Regions from separate parts of the Mus musculus genome. Here regions 2 and 3 are each linked to region 1. Evidence: chromatin contacts called from public promoter capture Hi-C data. All regions are on one chromosome and are shown on one strand. The core of a region is the stretch at or near the end of the contact, and the rest is flanking DNA. Distances in the headings are between cores, read along the strand shown. Region 1 holds the start of B130016D09Rik (a long non-coding RNA gene). Region 2 holds the start of Mrgprg (MAS-related GPR, member G). Region 3 holds the start of Cdkn1c (cyclin-dependent kinase inhibitor 1C (P57)).

Region 1 (3,007 bases), core at 335-2,834:
TATAGTCTTCCTGGGCTCCTTGAATGACTTTGGTTAGAGGCGTAATAACTGAACCTTTCATAGGAATACCGCGCCAAGCTCCCAGGGCTGCATTAGCAGTCTGAGCCAAAAGACCCACAGAGAAGTGTTTTTGCCTGGCTTCTGTCGCGTATTTACCTTGACCAGAAAGCTTTTCAAAGGTCCAGCCAGCAGATGGCGCCCGAGGATTTTTCTGATTAGCCACTGCAATTGTCTGGCACCGATCGAGGAAATCGGCTTTCCATGAGAGAAATTGCCCGCGTGTTAACACAGTTTGGATTACTTTGATCCACTCACTAGGGAGCATATGTTCGCCTCCCGGAAGAGCTTCTAGGAGCGAAAGCGTGTAGGGGGCAGATGGGCCATAAGTTCTAACCGCAGAGTTAAGCTCTTTTAAGAGCTTAAAACGTAGTCTGCGGAATTCTGTTTGTTGGACAGGAGCAGAAATTTGTTCCTCTGGCTCACGTTCTACTTCGTTTTCACACTCATAATCTTCTCCGCCCTCGCTGTTAGTGTCCGAGGAGAGGTCGGCCTGGGGCCTTTCTAAAGGCCCAATTTCTGCAGAAGCAGATTCGGCACGGGTGGCTGGGGGCTGTGTCTCCGCCGTAGAAGTGGGCGGGTCGTAGCTAGCAGCTCTCGTGGAGCGAGTAATTACGGGGGAAGCCAATGTTTTAGTTTTTACCGCTCGCGGAGCTTTCTTTTTTACGCCGCCCGAGGCTGAGGCTGGGGGAGGGGCAAGGATAGTCTCTTTTAAAGAATTTTGGAGTGAAGCGAGCTCTGTGGAAAGGCGGGCGTACTGTTGCTGGAGCTCTAAAACTTCTTGTAATCCTGCTACCTGAGACGCGAGCTTGTCTTTAGCATCAATGAGAGTAGGGACCGGCAGCGCCTGGGGCCACGGCTCGGGAGCGCAGATTGGTGGCAGGTAGGACGAGGCATTGCAGGGAGGAGCTGAAGCGCCCGGCAATCGCTCGGGCTTACGGGGACGGACTATCTCTTCCTCTAAAGTGTCTGTGTCCCCAGAAATTAAAGGGCTTTCAGCCAAAGATTTTTTAAATTCTAGATTGATCAGTGGCGGGTCAGCAGGCAATGCGCTTACCGGGATATGGGGGTAGAGAGCAGTCTGCAGGACTTCGGGCCTGTCTGCAGCTATTGGAGGCTTTTTAGTAGGGAGGGAGCTCTCTGAAGCTTCCAGAGACAGGGGACAGAGGCAATATTCTGCCACTGACAAAGGCTGCTGTTTCTCTGGATCATCAACTGCACTTTGTATTAAATCACGGATTAGACTCCAATAAGTAAATATATTTGCAGGAATAGCATCGGGGTCCTGCTTTGCCAAAATTTCACTTAATTCTCTTCCTACTCTTATCCATTTCTTACAATGTATCTCTGCGCCATCTATAATAAACCATGGACCTGCCTGGTCTATGAAAATAAAAAAGTTTATCAAATCTTTCTTTTTAACTCTAACTCCTCTTTCCCTGAGAGCCACCTTTAAGCCTTTTATAAAGGCTGCCTCTTTAGAAAGCTTAGTTCCCATTTCTCAGTGGAGATGAATCACTTACCAAGGATTTCTCTCTCCGGTGAGCTGCTGAAGCAGTCCTTCACTTCTTTTTTCTTGGGGTCCCTACGAACTTCTCTGGGGGAGTCAAACTCCGTAATCTCCACCTAAGGCAAAACGCTCCGAACCTCAGTTAGGCGCCACTTGTCCCACCCAGCAGGACCCAGTTCTTCCTGGGTGCAAGGGGGACCACAAACCTGAAGAGAAATGCGAGGAAAGGAAGGAGACGCAGAGACAAAGAAGGGTTCCTATCAAGGTCTCAGTTTATTAGGCTGAAATGCCAGGTTTTAAGGGGAATAGGGAGGGGTTGAGGGGGATCAACTAAGAACAAAGAAGTGGGCATCTGGGGACATGAAGGCCTAATTCAAACTGCAGGCGGCCAGGCACTCTTATCTCTGGAATGTAGAATCCTCCTTAACAGCCTTGGGTGTCAGGCTGGGCTCAGCTTGTAACTCATGTCCTTTGAAGTCTTGGGAGTCAGGAAGAGATAAGGAAGAGGGGACTATAATTCAGCTTTTTACAGCCTCAGGTGCCAGGAAGGAAACAGGGAGGAGGGGGTGAAGACCAGCTCCTTAGCACAAGGCCATTTGGCTTGTTAGGGTGGAAAACTTTGAAAGGCCTACTTTCTTATGGTATGGTCTCCAACATTTAGGGTGCCCATCTATGTCCTCATACAAATAAACAAAACAAAATAAAACAGGACCCCTGCTAGTCATCCTACACCCAAGTCTCTCACTAACATGCAACCAAATTAGGTGTTTATAGTACACACTAAAAATCAAGCTTGCCCTGCAAGATTGAGTACATAATAAGGTCAAAAATAAGCAGGATAGGAAATAAAGAGATGAACCCACATACGAATGTGTTCACCAAAAGACAAAGCAGAGCAGCAGAAAGATGAGACCAGCTGCTGGGTAAGACTGTGCCCTCCTGATTACTCAGCTAAAAAGGAAGGGGAGGGAGTGATGTCCCCTGCAGGAGGATTGTTAAGATGTGCTCTGCATTCATTCAGGGTGCCACAGGGTGCTGAGGACCAGATTTGCAAAGTTGTAAATTACTCCATGTCACCTTTGCTGCTCTGAGCCCCAAGGACTCTCTTATGAAGGAAGGGTCCTTCTTCCTCATATGAACTTCCCAGCTAAGCTCACCAATGGCCAAGAAAGGCTGATGCTCTCAAAAAACTCAATTTATTTCTCTGCTGTACCCTGTAGAGTCAAAATAGCTAATACTGGTTGACTGGGAAGATGAGAAACTTTGTCAGGCAAAGTAATACTGCCCCAGGGTGGATCCCTATACTTCGCTCCAACCCAGGTCACCTAGCTGTGAGCATATCTTGACTGTCTACTCAAATCCTCAGTGAAATACTTAGGATCTGGAGGTTGGGCCCTGGAGCTCTAAAAATCAAGGTTCAACCACCCTTCCTCCACAGCA
Region 2 (3,007 bases), core at 366-2,865, 1.5 Mb before region 1:
AGCAGGGAGACCTTCGGCTCCTGAGCCATCTGTCTAGCCCAGGGCTTGAGGTGTTAAATCACACATGTACTTTTGGTCATATTCACACAGCAGCTGTTAGAGACAGACCACAGGCCATATCTTATCAGATCAGAACGTCAATTCTGTGTCACATTCGAAAACCAATATCAAAGTCCTGTCCAATCCTACACTGTCACAGGAGAGGTGCCAAGTGCTTGGTTGTCTCCCTGCTGCCTGCTTCGGTGGTGCACAGACTCTCCAGCTGCTGTGGACTCCTCTAGATCACCTCACAGTACCGGCACACTATGACAATTATATTAATCCTTGAGGGCAAAGCCCTGAAGAAGAACAACAACAAAGGCCTACCAGAACAATGAAAAGTTGGGGAGATTTGGGGCTGCACAGTGCTTGTGTGTGTTGTAAGGGTGCATCCCACAGAGGACAGAGTATGGATCTGGCTTGACATGATGGCAGCCATCTTGAGCCACAGCTGTCTGAGTCACCATAAGATGGGTTTTCCTGCATATTTACTTAGCTAACCATAACACAGAGCCTTGAAAGCACATGCGTACTGGATGACTTGGAGGGTGCGCCTGGCTTTTGATGGAATCTGAAGATAAACCAGAGACCTTCAGGCATGAGAGCATGCTTTGGTCTTTATCCACCCAACGTCTGGGTGCCCAGCTCCCCAGGACCTTCCTCTGCCAGTGAGTCTCCAGAATATCTCACTGTGCAGTCCTAGCTCTATTGGACTCTCCCTATTCCCTTCCAACTGCTGTGTGAGTTTATGTGCACATGTGTGTAGGTGCATGCACATCTGTGCAGGTGTATGTGCTGCCTAAAGATCAGCACTGAGTGTGTGTCTTCTTAATTACCCTACACATTAAAAAACATTTTAAAGTCCATGCTGTTGTTGTTTTGAGACAACATCTCACAATACCATCCTGGTTGACCTGGAAACTCTGTGCAGACTTGCAGAAATCTGTCTGCCTCTGCCTCCCAAGTGCTGGGATTAAAGGTGTGGGCCACAACCTCTGGCTTAAATATGTTTTTAAGTTTATCTGTGTGTGTGCACAAATGTGCCACCACATGTGTCCAGATCAGAGGGAAACTTTTAGGAATCAATTTTCTTCTTTTATGGGGATCCCTGGAATTGAACTTAGGTTGTCAGGCTTGGGTGTGGCAAGAACCTTTACCCACTGAGCCCTCTCACTGGCCCAATACCTTATTTTTTAAAGATAAGACTTTGCAGCAAATGTAGTGATTGGCATAGCCAGCTGAATATCAAGTCCCATGAGTCCTCTGGTCTCCATCTCTCAGTACTGGGGTCACAAGCATGCACCATGATGCCCAACTTTTATTAAAGGTGCAGGGGATCCAAACTCAAATTCTCATACCTGCATAGCGAGAACTTTACTGACTGATCCATCTTTACAGATGTCATCTCTTCCTTTGGTCCCGAGCACCTAAGGCCAGGGACCATTCCAGAATGGGCGGCGTGCAAGGCTCTCTGTTTTCATCTCCCAGATGAAAAGGAGGAGCCTCCCACACTGACAGCTCTGTTTGAGCTCATTCCTTTGATTTCCGTGAAAAGGTGACACACCCACCCCACTTCTAGGGAACTGGCAGGAGCCAGCCTCAGAGGACAGAAGGGGATTTAGGGGCCAGGAGGAGATCAAGACAACAAGTGTGGGCTGAGCGAGCTGGAGACAGCCACTGTCAGCAGGCGGTCATCAGGTGAGAAGGTTAATATGCCCCTCTACCTGCTTCCCTAAGCAAGAAGCACCCCTTCTCTTACCCTCTACATCACTTGCCTGCCTGGCTCTCAGGGGGGTGCTGGTGGCTCTGAGGATGTCCTCTAAAAGGGACCTTATGGGGAAGGCAGTTAAGGGAGCCTTGGAAGCTGAGGCTCAGGCTTGAAACTCATTGCTCCAGGTCCATTGGAGAACAAGGATGAGGAAGATGCCCCACCCCACCTACCGCATCCCCTTTCAGATCTAGCCTTGGCTCCACCAGCCAGAATCCACACAGGAGTAGATGTCTGGATTTACACCCTTGGGGGCTCACAGAGGGGAAGAGTCTTGCCTCTGTCACCACTCTGATGCGTGAAGGTTCAGTCCTTAATTTCAAGGTCCTGAGGACCTGTACTCTGACCTTGACAGCTGAACTGGTAGGTTGAATCACCATCTCCCACAGGTGCTAGGAAGGATGCTTGGTGATGAGATGGTGGGTGATACTCATCAGGACACTGCAGAAGGTTTGGCCCTGTGAGAGGAAGCAGGGTCTGATGGAGGCTGGGTCTCAGTGAGTACAGAGATAGCTAGGGTTCTGGGTAGGGGACACAGCCCAGACCAGGAATGAGGGTCATACGTAAAGTACACAATATACATCTCTTTCCATCTTTGACTATGTTTTCCCATGTCTGTCCCTTCCTCTTTATCTCTACCTCTATTCTCTATTTCTCTCTGTGTCTGTCTGTCCATCTCTCTTCTCCACTCCATTACCCCCCAGCCCTGGTCTATCTTTTCCTATTGCTGTTCCTCCCTGGCAGTCCCTGTCCCCAGAGCCTGGGTCCTCATACCCTGGATCTTGGACAAGGTCCATCATGGGCTCTGTGGAAAAAGGTACTGCTCTGAAACACTCGCCTCCATGAGGGTACCAGAAACTCTCCTGCTTGCTCCCTAAGAAGATTTGGGGCCCTGAGACCCATCATCAAAGTCCCAGACTCTGACATGAAGCTTCAGAGTTAGCCACAGTTCCTCAGGACCCTGGGCTTTAATGTCGCGCTCTAAAAGGACAGTGTGGGGAAAGTCCCCTGAAGCCTCACCTAGCACAGAATGGAGTGTCCTGGGTCAGAGCAGGCACTATCAGAGACCCTGGGGTGGGTGTGATCAGAGCCTTAGAGAAAGCATTCTCACATTGGTACTACAGTTAAAAAGAAAGGGGAGTCTCTCCACCTGTGGCCCCTTTGTCTGAATGTGGTGGGCCTCTGCATGGGGACACCTCA
Region 3 (3,007 bases), core at 255-2,754, 1.2 Mb before region 1:
GGTCCTGTGACCAGGGTCTCTGAAGAGGCCCATGTGGCTTTGACACAGGGACAGAACAAAGCCCTGCCTCCTTCCTGCCCTGGGCTAGTGGATTTTAGCTTTTAGTGAATGAGGGGTTCATGAGGCCCCTTGAAAGCCCTCATTAGTTTTATTTTACTCAAGAAAATTACTGTGACATACCAATGCCCTGAGAGATTTGTAATATGGTGTACCGAGAAAAAGAAATCCTTACAGGTCACAGGCTCTGGTCTCTCCACCAGAGCAGCTTCCAAACCCCGTCTCTCACCTGTTCCAGGACAGTCTGGCCCCTGGCTTCAGGGTTTGACTTGACTCCCGGGTTGGCCCAACTTACCTAACCCTGTAAATAGGGTTCTGTCTCAAAAGTCTCACAGGCATCTCTGCTGGGAGCTGAGAGCTTGGGGCTCTGCAGGGCCTTTCAAGTATGTCCGGAAGTCCTGGTTCCCCAGGGCGGGGGGAGGGGGCCAGCTCCTGGCACATGCCTGAGTCACCTTCTCGACTCCCTGCCCTAAATAATGAACTCCTTTTGGCGGCGGTAGCGGAGGCAGCAGGGGCGGGGGGCGGGGGGGGGGCTCTGTCAGGCCATGTCGGGTGTGTTTGTGTGAGTATTCAGGGCCCCACCAAGAGGCACTGCTGTGGAGGAGGGGTCATTCTCTCTTTTCTAGCATAACTACTTCCAGCCAACTAAGGTAGGCAGAACTGGGGGTCGAATATGGCCTGACCCAAACCTAAGGTCCTAGGCATCTATCAGTGATGTAGGTACAGGCTAGGATGGGCCCAACTTGTGTCTCATCTCCCGGGTAGGTGGGCCTATTATAGACCAGGCTACAGATCTTTTAGATCTCTACAGTATTGTTCCTCAGGAAAAGAATGGATGTGACCCCTGTCTCTAACTCCGTGATAGAGGGTCTTAGGGCCAGCAGGTGTGCAGATGCCTCGAAGGCAGATACTTAGGCCTGGGTGTAGAGGGTGGATCCAGCCACGGTACTGCCAGGACCAGGACCCAGCTGGTAGTAGTAGGTTAAAGCCCTAATCAGTTGGTGCAGTCCTAGGGCTAGCGCGGGCTGCGGGGACCGAGGGACCTTCACCGACGTCGGCATCGCCGAGGGGCTGTGCCCAGCTCCATGGTCCGAGGGGGCGCGCGCGTCGCGGCTGCGCGAGCCCCCGCCTGCAGACAAAGGAGCCCGCGGGGGGCGGGGGGGGGGATGGGGCGAGGGGGAGGGGCGTCGCGGTGTCACGTTACCGCCCGCAGAGCTCTTTAACTCGAGCCCCGCCCCTTGTCCCGCGCAGCCCGCTCGCCGTGCGGCCGCCAATCAGCGCCCGCCCGTCACCCGCCCCGCCCGGCCCCGGGGGTGTGTGCGCGCAGCCAATGAGCGTGGCGCGGGGGCAGGGCCTCTGTGGGCGGGGCGGGCTGCACCCTCCAATCGCCGCGGTGTTGTTGAAACTGAAAATACTACATTATGCTAATCGTGAGGAGGCCCGCGCGCGCGGGGGTGGGGCCAGCGCGTATAAAGGGGCGCAGCGGGCTGGGCGTTCCACAGGCCGAGTGCGCTGTGCTCGAGGGGTGCCGGCTAGGCCCGACTGAGAGCAAGCGAACAGGCAGGCAAGCTCCGAGGGGGCGCGGCCCAAGCTGGACAGGACAAGCGATCCAGACGCAGGAGCCGTCCATCACCAATCAGCCAGGTAGCCGCTGCGTCCTTAGGCAGAGGCGGACGCGGGCTGTGCAAGGGGTCTCACCCACGCCCAGCCTCCGCCCTCCTCCTCTCCCCTCTTCCTTCTCCTCCCGTTCCCTTCTTTCTCGCTGCCCGCGTTTGCACAGCCTTCGACCATGGGCATGTCCGACGTGTACCTCCGCAGCAGAACAGCGATGGAACGCTTGGCCTCCAGCGATACCTTCCCAGTGATAGCGCGTAGCAGCGCCTGCCGCAGCCTCTTCGGGCCTGTAGACCACGAGGAGCTGGGCCGCGAGCTGCGGATGCGCCTGGCCGAGCTGAACGCCGAGGACCAGAACCGCTGGGACTTCAACTTCCAGCAGGATGTGCCTCTTCGAGGCCCTGGTCGTCTGCAGTGGATGGAGGTGGACAGCGAGTCTGTGCCCGCCTTCTACCGCGAGACGGTGCAGGTGGGGCGCTGTCGCCTGCAGCTGGGGCCCCGGCCACCCCCGGTGGCCGTGGCTGTCATCCCGCGTTCTGGGCCGCCGGCTGGCGAGGCCCCCGACGGCCTAGAGGAGGCGCCTGAGCAGCCGCCCAGCGCCCCAGCCTCGGCCGTGGTCGCGGAGCCCACCCCACCCGCGACCCCGGCCCCGGCTTCAGATCTGACCTCAGACCCAATTCCGGAGGTGACCCTGGTCGCGACCTCCGACCCGACTCCGGACCCGATCCCGGACGCGAACCCGGACGTGGCGACTCGGGACGGCGAGGAACAGGTCCCTGAGCAGGTCTCTGAGCAGGGCGAGGAGTCGGGTGCTGAGCCGGGTGATGAGCTGGGAACTGAGCCGGTCTCTGAGCAGGGCGAGGAGCAGGGCGCAGAGCCGGTCGAGGAGAAGGACGAGGAGCCGGAGGAGGAGCAGGGCGCGGAGCCGGTCGAGGAGCAGGGTGCGGAGCCGGTCGAGGAGCAGAATGGGGAGCCGGTCGAGGAGCAGGACGAGAATCAAGAGCAGCGCGGCCAGGAGCTGAAGGACCAGCCTCTCTCGGGGATTCCAGGACGTCCTGCACCCGGGACTGCTGCGGCCAATGCGAACGGTGCGATCAAGAAGCTGTCGGGGCCTCTCATCTCCGGTGAGCCCCGCACGGCCCCGCCCCGGCCCGGCCTCGCTTTGTCCGGCCGGCCGGGCTCTCCCTCGCCCTCGGGGGCCTCGCCCGGTCCCCGCCTCCTCCCGTGGCATTAAAGGGCCCGCGGCGCTTAGGGCGCGGTTGCGCCCGCACCCCTTTCCTACTGGTAGGGGTGCAGCTAAGGCTCCCGAGCGTGCAGTGGGAGGGCGAGCCTGGCC

Evidence for each region. Promoter capture Hi-C pulls out the DNA fragments that hold promoters and counts their contacts.
Region 2: a contact with region 1 is called in a promoter capture Hi-C map of liver, with 4 times the contacts expected there. The contact joins the promoter of Mrgprg here to the promoter of B130016D09Rik in region 1. A contact is called at or near these places in 3 of 39 promoter capture datasets (hippocampal neurons, liver and pre-B cells).
Region 3: a promoter capture Hi-C map of liver shows a contact between it and region 1, with 4 times the contacts expected there. The contact joins the promoter of Cdkn1c here to the promoter of B130016D09Rik in region 1. A contact is called at or near these places in 4 of 39 promoter capture datasets (hippocampal neurons, liver and pre-B cells).

What each region holds. Positions count from the first base shown.
Region 1 is chr7:142,282,040-142,285,046 of GRCm38.p6, reverse strand. B130016D09Rik (a long non-coding RNA gene) reads right to left here and starts at 1,584. Exons shown (of 1, transcript XR_003946899.1): 1 at 1-1,584. Gm45889 (a long non-coding RNA gene) reads right to left here and starts at 1,833. Exons shown (of 2, transcript XR_870059.2): 1 at 1,581-1,833.
Region 2 is chr7:143,765,601-143,768,607 of GRCm38.p6, reverse strand. Mrgprg (MAS-related GPR, member G) reads left to right here and starts at 1,615. Exons shown (of 2, transcript NM_203492.2): 1 at 1,615-1,737.
Region 3 is chr7:143,459,547-143,462,553 of GRCm38.p6, reverse strand. It overlaps Cdkn1c (cyclin-dependent kinase inhibitor 1C (P57)), which reads left to right and starts at 1,504. Exons shown (of 4, transcript NM_001161624.1): 1 at 1,504-1,701; 2 at 1,838-2,759. The coding sequence starts at 1,847.